Linked DNA regions of Anser cygnoides: region 1 is linked to region 2. The links are chromatin contacts, called in public Hi-C maps. All regions are on one chromosome and are shown on one strand. Each heading gives the region's core, a stretch centred on a gene start, on an enhancer-like site or on the middle of the called end of the contact. The rest is flanking DNA. Distances are from core to core; before and after follow the strand shown. Region 1 holds the start of PXDN (peroxidasin). Region 2 has its middle 91 kb from the start of TRNAE-CUC.

The links. Hi-C and Micro-C count contacts between places; a contact is called where the count stands out from the background.
Region 1: a Hi-C map of granulosa cells shows a contact between it and region 2, with 2.3 times the contacts expected there. The contact joins the promoter of PXDN here to the enhancer-like site in region 2. A contact is called at or near these places in 2 of 7 Hi-C or Micro-C datasets (granulosa cells and liver).

The regions. Positions count from the first base shown.
Region 1 is chr3:103,084,517-103,090,034 of Taihu_goose_T2T_genome, forward strand. It overlaps PXDN (peroxidasin), which reads right to left and starts at 3,797. Exons shown (of 24, transcript XR_010830587.1): 1 at 3,463-3,797.
Region 2 is chr3:102,949,205-102,954,815 of Taihu_goose_T2T_genome, forward strand. No RefSeq gene overlaps it. Among named protein-coding and RNA genes, the nearest start is that of TRNAE-CUC, 91 kb to the right of the region's middle. Within about 2 kb of position 1,622, at least 1 of the 3 cell types and tissues checked has open chromatin away from gene starts, as enhancers often do.

The DNA of each region.
Region 1 (5,518 bases), core at 2,547-5,046, 140 kb after region 2:
TAATGCAGATCAAGTCCACTTGCTTTTGTGACAAGTATTTTTGGTCAATTTTTACCTGCTCACAAAACAAGTGAGATTCTCTTGTTGGTCAGTCTTTGAAACCCAACTGCAGTGAATTCAATCATGCTCATAGAGCTAGCAAAAATATCAGAGAGTGTCCACTTGCTGCAAAGAAAAACAATGGACAAATTTTAGTATTGGTCTGACTAGATGTACCTAGGCCTGTAGACTGGTTTGGGTTTTGATCATGTTGAGGCAAGACACAAATACTAGTATATTGCCTCAACAATCAAAGGCCCCCTGTCAGAATTACAAACACCATGAACTAGCTGTAAACATAGAAATCCCTTCTGGATTTAAAATAAATAAATTTCCAAATAAATGTCAGATAAGGTACAATCAGGGGACAGCAATAGTTTCATATCCAGAATTTTGCATTCCTCAGCCAGTTAAATGGCCTAATACAAATATGTTTCAGCAACTCCTGTGAGTACACCAGCACTCTGTACTCAGTTAGGGATGAAAGAAACCTTCCAAGACAGTGCTGAAGGCATGAAGCGGTTTTGCAAACGACTCTGGAGGTGGGTCTCAAGAGACAGCAGACTGCGATGCTGGCCCTGCTGCTACGAAGAGGGGTACATCCTCTGTATATGCAGGAGAGCAATCATATCATCTTGGGTGGAACCTTGTGCTCGCACAAGGCTCCACAAGCACTTCTGAAGCTGGCAGAAGCCACTGTGCAGAAATCTAAACCATGGATCCCAGCCTGCAGCAGGGAAGGGGAAGTGCCAGAAAGTGGGGGAAGCAGGATAGAGTGAGAAAATGTACAGCCAGAAGTAGCACTGGCAAGGTCAGCAACCAGTAATGTTATGAGCAGTTTTCAAAAGTGAGACTGAGATTAGGAGTAGACGTTTTTGATATGTGGGGGAAAAACATTTGGCTGCGGTGTTGTTCTGGCTCCATGCTGTTTTAGTCCATAGAACAAATTATATGTGAAGTAGACCAAAGTCAACTCTGCTTCCAAAATGGGACAGTTTTCAGAACCAACACTTGTAAAAAGCAATATAAATATGTTTATACATATTTACAAGAAAAACAAGAAAAAACTTACAGTGATGTTTTTACTTCACAAATAACCTGTGTCTTAAGAAAGAAAGAAAGCAGACAAGACTGTGTAATTTACCAATGCCAGTAAAAAGGGGCTTAACCCATCAGCAACACAGTTTGCAGGATTTTGTAAGGCCATATTTTAAAGGGGAAGCTGTTCAATTGAAATTAATTCATTGTTTCTAATTGTCTAGCTATCATCACCACCACTAAAAAGAGTGTACTTAATATACGAGCTCTAAATGGAAGACGAACTGTGACAATCAAACTGGCAATGAAATAACTGCTTCACGATTTCATGCTTAAAAAAGAAACTACTCTTGAATGTAGGCTGTTGACTATTGTACTCTGTGGCTGATGGACTACAAAGTTGTATAGAAGTGCAGGTCTACAGAGTAGTAAGGTAAAAATTGTTGGCAAACCACAGAGTAACTCAGTGAGTACTTCAGACAGATGCAATACTTTTTCTCAAGCACATCCTATAGCTAAAGGTAAGCCCTTTATATAGAGTAGGTAAGCTATTTATGTACAGTTGCTATCTTCAAACGATTCATTATTAAATAAGTTGTATCACTGTTCTTTGTCCCAGAGATACGTATTGCCTGATTACCTTCTGGTCTGTCTCTTCCCCATTCACTGCCATTCAGAAAGAGTAATTGCGTGTTTATAAAAAGTTGTATTACCAAAGACCTTAATTTATTTATAACTGTCCCCTAGTCAGCTGCCAAAAAAGAAGAAGAATACCAACAACCAAACGAAAAGTAAGGCCACCGTTGTGTTTTGAAGAACGCTGGTCATCCACAGGCCTATTTTGAGAATTACTTTTCTTTGTCAAACTGGAAAAAAAAAAAGTAACTTATTTTTAATTAATTCTGCTGCATTGTAGGTTGCATTATGCCAGAATGATCATTCAGATTTGGGATACTAGACAATTTGATATATTAGTGGGGTTAGACGAGTATAATGCTCGCATTGTTCATACATTCTGCTCTGACTCACTGCAAGATTATAAATACCCACCGTAAGGGGAGCTCCACCCTGGTTAGGTTCATCTAATACTTTTTGCTGTTGCAGGCCCTTCTACCCCTAACATGAAACCAAGCCATTAAGATTTGACTCCATATTCTAAAGATCACTTTTTTCTTTTTTTTTTTTATATCTTTTATACCTTTTTTTACATTTAAGATGATTCACACAACTAGTTTTACACAGTTTCCTGTAATCTCAAGGCAAAAGGTGCTCTGTAAATGTACTTTGTTTCAAATGTAAGAAACATTAACCACCCACTTCCTGTATTGTTCCCTAAAAGGTTTACAAGTACTGCAGGACTAATCGGATTCTGCCAAAAAGGCTGAACTTCTTGCCAAAGAGGGACTCAGTTAATGCTAAATGACTGTAGTCTTCACATTAAATAATACTTGGAAGCTGAAACACACCGAGGCTTTATGGATCTCTTTTGAAAATATCTGACAAAGTTGCAAGTCAATTTATTACAGGAGGCCCTGCAAGAAAATTCCCAGGGCCAAGCTCCGCTCGGCGTCCAGGGCTGCCTGTGTGCAGGGGAAGGAGAGGGCTGGTGCCAGGAGTCTTCTGAGCCCGAGGAACGCAGAAGCGGGTCAGTGGAACAAATCTCGTCCTCACGGCAAGCCTCGAGACAACACAGCGTGGGGTGTTCGGTTAGGTCTTTGCGTTTATTGTAAGGACAAAATGGATGGAAAGGCAATCGTTTGAGTGAAATCCATGTGATTGAGGTTGATCATCCACTGAGTTTTATTACCAGCACAATCCTGCTCAAAAGAGTTGAGCCCTGACCTTGCAGGGGCTCGGCCAGGCGCTTCGACTGCCACTCTGGTCGTGCCTGCTTTAAAAAATAGGACTGCGGGCCGTAAGGTCGCATGTCCTCAGGCTTTTGCGGGAACTCGAACCGAGTGAGTCTTCCGCAAGCCGAGAAGACTGGGGGTCCCGTGGAGGTCCCGTGGAGGTCCCGGCTTGCTGACCCACCGCCACCACGCTTCGGCACCGAGCAGCAAGCGCTGTGTCCGCCTCCCCATCCCTCTGCCAGCCGAACGGGCTCTGAGGGCAAGGCAAACTCCTTCCAGGGACGGCGAAGCCCGCAGTGCCCGCAGGCTAACCAGGATACCCACCTCTACCCGCACAACGCCGGGCGGGGAGCCCCGGGGCTAGGGCTGGAACCGGGAATGGGGGGCGGCGGGGCCGAGCCCCCTCCCCCGACCGCAGACAAAGAGCCGAGGCTCCACCGCCCCCCAAAGTGCCTCCCACCCCAGGTATCCCCTCCTCCTCCTTCCTCCTCCTCCCTCCTCCTCCTCCCCGCTCCCTGCCCGCCCGGCTACTCACAGGATGGTGGTTTGGGGCGAGACGGCGGGGACGCTCTCCAGCATCAGATGCATGCAGCGCACGGTGGTGCGGAAGCAGAGGCAGCGGCTGGGGCACCAGACGCTCCCCCGCTGCGGCGGGGGCTGCGCGGCGGCCGGCGGGGGGGTGGCGAGCCCCCCGCCGCGGAGCAGCAGCAGGAGCAGGAGACAGAGCCCGGGGGGGGCTTCGCGCCGGGCCATGCTGCACGGCTGCGGGGCAGGAGGAGGAGGAGGAAGAGGAGAGGGGCTCCGGCAGGTCCGCGTCGCGCCCGGCCGCGGCTGCCGCTCTGCTCGGCGGCGGAGGGGCGCTCCCGTCCCCCCCCCCCCCCCCCCGCAGGATGGAGGAGGGGACGGCGGTGGGACCGCCCCGGCCGGCGGCGGGACGGGACGGGCTGGGCTGGGCTGGGCTGAGCCGTGCCGGGCCGTGCCGGGCTGGGCTGGGCCGCCCCGCCGTGGGGAGCCCCCCGTCCAGCCCCCCGCCGCTGCACCCATGGGTGCTGCGGGAGCCGCGCACCGGGCCTGGGCTGCCCCCGGGGGGGGGGGGGGGGGGGGGTGGAAAGGAGGGAGGAGGAGGGAAAAGAAGGAAGGAAGAGGGAAGGGGAAGGAAGGGAAAAAGAAGGGAGATGGAAAGGGAAGGGGAAAGAGGAGAGGAGACAAAAAAAGACAAGGGGAAGGACAGGAAAAAGAAAGTCGGTGGTGATGCCCAGATACCCCGCATGAACTGTGCTCACGGCTGAGCCTCATTTGTCCCTTTTGCTCCCGATACCACCTGGCACAGACAATAACAGTGACCTCACATTACCCTTATGGGAAGAAGCAAGTTCCACACAACTAAGTCCTGCTGCTATTCTGCTCTGGAGGCATGGACACAACCCCTGGACTGCCTCCTCTTAGTGCACTTACTGCTGGCCTAGGCAAACCTGACGGATTTCACGAAAATTACACACTGCTAATGTGTTTGGGTAGACATGTGCACTGGCTTGGAGGTGTAAGCCCACCAGAACATATCTGTACTTATGGGAATAGTGTTTGCATCCTCAGCTCCCACAGCCTCAGCACTTCTTCAAACCAAATCCTGCACAAGAATACAAAACTAGATTCCCTTTGAGATTTCTTTCATTGCCCTAAAAACATTGTCATTCTTCTGTGGAGTCAGGTCCAACGTAGGCAGAGATCTTTTCTTCAACATTCTCCACTCTTTGAGTATCCTGGGTGAAGACATTGGCAAGTCATTTCTATAACGACTGTGGTCACAACTAACCTACTGAACGTAACAAAAGCATTCTTTTATGAATTATGGGTGTCAGCACCTCCAGTTGCACCCCAGAAATAACTCGGGACACTTCTGCAGGGTTGCCTCTGATCCTTTTTCTTCAGGGAACCACATAGAGACCATTCTTACTTAAAAACATTGCTGTGATTTTTCTTGCTCTGAATCTCACTGTGAGAAATTGGTTTTAGCATGTGAGTCAGGTAATGAATCTACTTCCACCCCACCACCACCACCACCAAATCAAACACCTCATGTGAGAAATCAGAGCCTGGAAGTGTGCTACAAGTGCTGGAAGTCACTGATGGGCTCAGTCTCAAATATGCTGAGATAAGTCATTTTCTGGAGCTTGCTTTCTGCAGAAATGCAATTTGACTAAGTTTCTCCTGAGACATCACGTTTCTCTTCTCTAAAGTGAGATGTGACTCCCTATCTCTAAGACAGGAGTTAGCTGGTGGAAGCACAGATGGGTCTGTCTCATTCTAAAGAGCCCTGAGCCCTTTAAAACAGCCTTCGACCCTCCACGAGCAGGAGGCTAGCTAACTGGCCACCCGCAGGATCTGCCTGGAGGAAGACAGGGGATGCTCATTGGTGTGCAATCAGCAGTACTGATTCTTGGAGAGCCAGAGGCTCCCAGAAGACTCTTATCACTCAGATACGCTTCTGAATTAGGCACATTTCTAAATGCTGATGCAGAGCTGGGCTTAATCTGTTATTTCAACACACTGAAGTGCTCAAAAACTCATATAAATGTCAGCTGTGTCTTACA
Region 2 (5,611 bases), core at 372-2,871:
GGTCACATTCAAAAATAAATAGTTGGATTCAATTCACAGGTAATACAAAGTGACTACTAACATTTAAAGAAATATTCTTGATCCAGCCATTGGGCAATTTTGATGACAGCCTTGAACTCTATAAACTAATGTTCAAATCATTTTCCTCTAATATCGTTCCCCTGAGATAGGGTCAGATCTCTTTAAATTACATATTTCGAAAGCACTTAGGCACCAAAGTCAATTAAATCAATGTCAATGAAAGTTAGGTGCTTTGTCAGTGTAGGACTTAGTCTTCTTGTTTTTCAGTTTCTGATTTGTTGTACAGAAATTCCCAAACATCACCAGCTGTTCAAATGTCATTTTGAACAGTAAATTTTCACATCAGAAAGGGCAAACAAAGCCAGGAGACTGCCGAGCACCAGCAGACACAGATATTAAGTAGTTTATGTTCTGCAATTTATCCAAGTTGTCGTCATTTTATTTGCAGAACAGCTCTATGATTATCTCAAGACCTTAAAGAAGCAGAAAATCTCTGATATTTGGAGCTCGCTGTCATTCTACGGGACATGTCACCCTCCCTCAGAAGTATCATTTAACTCTCCTACATACTCCTCTATATACTCTTTTTTATGTCTAGTTCTACCAGCACTTCTAAAACACCATAAAGGAATTAAGGCTGCATAGACAAGTGTAATTCTGTGACTTTGACTCCCTGCTTTTTCATAATCTTTAACTGCTTTATCATTAGAATTAAAACATCAGGATTACGATGGTATTTAGGAGTCACACTCATGTTACACAAAACCTCACAGCAGTAGTCCCTGCTGTGAAGACTGTAGGCTCAGTACGTATGAGAGACCAAAAAAAAAATAAAAAATCTGGCATTACAGGTCTCCAAACTGTAATACAGCCTGATGTTTCTACTCTGAGCACTTCAAAGCAGAAAGTAACCTCTTTCCTGTTAAAGCAGTAAGTGGCAGCATTGCAATAGCATTCGCTTCCTGATCTTTTTTGTTGTCTTTCAAGGTAACATCTTTCAAAACAATGTTTTCTACATATATTTTTTTTACACAAATATTCCTCTGCCATTCATTTCTATGTCTGTAAAATCTAATTTTACACTGGAGAATGATATGATATATTTAGAATAATTTTATATGTGATAAATTCACGATAAAAAGGAATTTGCACATTTTGTGTCTCTTGTAAATGGAGTCTGTATACATCAAATCCAATCAATCTGTTTCTATACTCAGTCAGAGGGTGTTCTGGATCCTAATTAACATTTCTAAATTGTGTGTCCTGGACAAATTAAAACAAATATAAGGACAGCTGGAGTCTTTTCTTTCTGCTCCTGAGCCAGAGGATGTAAATGGGGTGTCTATAATTTAGATCCTTATTCTTGAGCTTTCTGTTTGATAGCCTCTAAAAAGTAAGCCTGAAAAATCAGCATCAGATCATTTCATGTTAATTGCTTTGCCAGTGATACGGGATTGGATTTATTCTGTTTTCAAGTGCTTTTGGAACAACAGCTGTGATTTTTCCTGGCTCGTAATCATCAGCAGCCGTAAGGAAACTGCAATCAGAATGGAGGAGACAGATCTGCTGATGAAGCACAAGCCTGCCTCCTATCTCACTCCCTCTCGCAGACCTCTTTGTTGGCTTTGCAGTGCTAAAAGGAGCAACACGCACTGAGAATTGGGTACCGCCATTTGCATAGGCCTAAATAGGAATTACACTCTATTCAAAATCTACAGAAGTCAACAGCAAATTTCCAGTTGTGGAGTAGGACTAAAGAATGGAGCTGTTCAGCAAGAAAGGAATTTCCAGGATAATCACTTTCCCAGGTAGACATACAGTGATTAGTTTGTGTATACTTTAGTTCTTAAGCTGTTTTCACACTATCTGGCTGCCTGCATACCATGATGCTGGATGTCAGTTGTCAAAGGTTATTGCTTCACTGCTGTGCCATTTATGCTACTGGCCCTTGCAAAGAAATGAAAAGTGCATGCTCTGTCTCTTGTGTGTGTCTTTATAAAGATCCAGTTTCCTTGTAAGAGCACAGCAAATTGTGTAAATCAGCTTTTCATTGAGAAATGCTGCTTGTCACCTGTCAAGGTTAAGAGGTGAATGAGAAGACTCATTTATTCTTCAAGGAAAAAATTGAACATTTCCAGTGACAGACACTCTGAAAACACTTGCAACAGAAAGGAAATTGTTTCATAATAGCTTGCACGATGCCTTTGTCAAAAAATCACTGGTTTTGCGACATTTCTGAGTGCCCATTTTGAGAAGTGTCATATTAACTCAGGTCTGACTTGGTACCTGGGCTCCTTTTGTCATCCTTAGGAGAACCAACCGTAATGGTGTTTTAGTGGGAACTTAAAAAAAAAAAAAATAGTTACAATGATGATACACTGTGTAGTCTGGCAAATTATTCAAAATTGTTTCACTGATATTAATGTTTTTCTGCAACAAGCCATCCGAAGTACAAATGTTTCTCTTCATCATGTTTTAATGTACTTTGGAATATTCAGAGTAAAAGTGCTTTATATATATAAACCATTACTATTAATTATTACTACAGAATTTTTCCTTCATCATCTCTGTGACCTTTAAGGAACATTAATGAGAAAGTTTACTTGTGAAAGTGAGCTGCTTTTAATGGATGTCTTTCACTGAGACTATATGACTGCTAAGATGAAAGCTCTCAAATGTTAATGCACTTGAGGTTTATAATGTCTAATGTTAATGTCATAGGACATAGGTCAGAGAAGGGAACTGGGAGTGATTGTGCATAATAAACCATCTGCATGTTATTTTGCAGCAACAAAACAGGGCAAACAAAGTCCCAGGACACGTCTACTGAGTTATGAAGTTATTGGAGGACTTCATCTAGCATTTAATGAGGCCTCATTTGAACAAATGGGAAATTCTTGAAATAGGATATCACAGAACCAACTTGTAAGGGGCTCAAGGGAATGAATCTTAAGAAAGGTCTAACTAGGTTTGGCCTTTAATGATGCATAGGGAGAAGGAGGAGAGGAACTTCTCACATTTCATACTCCAGTGTTAGGCTACAGAAACTGCCCAGTGTCCCCTTGAGAAATAAAAAAGAGATATTTTTTTTTTCAGAATATTCTTTTACCTTTGCTTTCCTCTCATTCCATCTGTGTCATTGTAGAGTTCAAGAATGGAGATTACATGTTCACACATAGAACAATGTAAAAAAACTTTAAGCTAGGTGTGTACATCACAACTATAAAATGATTTTTTTCTAACGTGACTGCTCCTGCTGTGCTCAAAACTACATTGTGCCTGTTAGTATCCAGCTACAAATGATGGGTTTCAAGCTAAGTTCATATGTCAGCTAGATAGTGACTTTCATGTGCTTTTATTTTAGGGTCTGGCTTACATTCTACTCAATTTTGTACAGTTTTGTGATGGGGGACAAAAACTGTACATAGGGTGGAGCAAGACTGGAGAAACTAAATGTCTCTTTTAAATTTTATTTATTTGAAAATGAATTTAATTTTGAGCTGCACTACTTGAAAGTGTCTAAGTCTGCAAATGTTTTGAGACCACTAGTTTAAAGTGTTAAATTGCTTTTTATTGCTACAAGTTACAGCTTTAGACTATATAATGGAAGCTGCCCTTAAAATGGTACTGTGGAATGTGCAAGGGTTATATTATCCAATTAAAGGCATGTGTATCCTGCTAGCATTTAAGAGAGCAAGAACACAACCAGTTCTCTTATAAGAGATGCATTTATTTCTCCTAGCTCTCTCAAGCTCACAGAAGCAAAGGTTACATCAATTTTCCACGCAGTTTCTTATGCTCTTCCTGTGGGATAGCTAAATCCTTACACTACAAAGTGACAAACCCACCCAGACCCAGAACTGTTCTTGAAGGATTCCCAGGAGGCTGGTTGATGGGAGTGAATGGGGTTAATGCCAGCAGAGAGTTTGAACTGTTTGTTCTTAAGTGGGAAAACAGCATCAGCAACCATTGTCATAAGTCTCTTTTGTAAGCTTTATAAGAAATTAGAGATATGTAAATAAGGTACAGGAAATAATTTCCCTTTCCAGGGAATTATGCTGCCTGATTACAGCATGCCTTGGTTATTTAGCAACATCTGGAGAGGCAATTTCAACTGCCTTCGAGATAAAAAATTAGATAAAAATCTTGGAACATACCATTCAAGTGCTGGGATGACATTGAAACATTGCTGTGTATGAAACATGGAAATAAATAAAATCCATATATTCAAGTAATGTGACAGTACATAACATTCATTTTTCTAGAACTTCTTTTTTTGTTGTGGGTGGTTTTTTAAACTTATGTCAGTCATTCCTGACAAGCAGTCTCTTTAGAACATGTTGCTCCTTGCTACAGGAGAAGACATTAATCAGCAAGTAAGGTATTTTTGGCAACCACCTAAGTTCTATCATCTAATAATAGAAATGCTAAGTAAAAAAACTTTCAGGGTGCAATAGCTTTCTACTGGGCATATATGGGAGCCTTGGACAAACATTATTCTCCTTGATTCTGCTCAGGGGAGGTATGAAGTCTGTGAAAATGACACACTCGTGTCATCAGTTTTTAAATACAGACAGATGCCCCTCAGTCTCGCCCTCTGGGCTGAACAGATCACCCATGGATAGAAAGAAGCATGAAAGAGCACATTCCTTTGAGTTAGCATGGATGTCTCTTCTGGGATGAGATGAATTACACCCAAGGATGAAGGGCACCTCATTGGCTAGTATAAACATTTACCTTGTAGGCATCCTACTTAAGGCCAATGAATCCAGTATCACAGAACGGCGGAAGCAAGGTGGAACTGAAGGAAGGAACTGAAGAAAAGGAATCCAGAGTTCATTGGTGAGGTTAGGTCCATACTCAGCAAAGCAGACAGCCTAAGCAGTAGACATTTGCCCACATAGATTGTGTATGCAACCACTTGCCAAGGCTGATCAATCATTTTTCTCGATGTGGTACAGTAAACAAACAAAAGTCCAAAGACTAATAGGTAAAATAGGATGAGAACTGAATGCTTCTTTGTTTTAAGTCATACTCATATAAAGAGCTTGCTTCATGATCCTACAAACAAGCAAAACAACAACAAAACAGCCCCAAACATTGTCCCAGATTGGAGAAAATTAATCATTTTTAGTGGAAGAGTCTGCTAACTAACATGTGAGCTTGGAGGAAGCCAGGTGGTTTGGCCAGCTTGCCTATGAGCTTGGCTTTTGTCTTGTAATCAGTGGGATGATTCTAGGACACTTCTGTTTACTCCTACAATCAACATCAGGGAAAGTGGAGTTAGAATCATTGAAATCACATCTGTGTTTTACACTTTTGAGCCTTTTACACTGTATTTTTAATAAAATAATTCAATATAGCTTTTGGGCTTAGGAACCTGAGATTGAGTAAAATATTTTTATTATTTTTGTGGGACCTACTGGCAGAATTCTGATTTTGCCTATGATTTTTATCGTCTTACAGTGGAGGTACCATACTAACATTTGCTTACTATGTAGTATGTCTTATAAACTGTATAAATTATGAATATCCAAACTATATAATAAAGGTGAATTCTGTAATCAGAAAACAAAAATAGTGTAGCTTG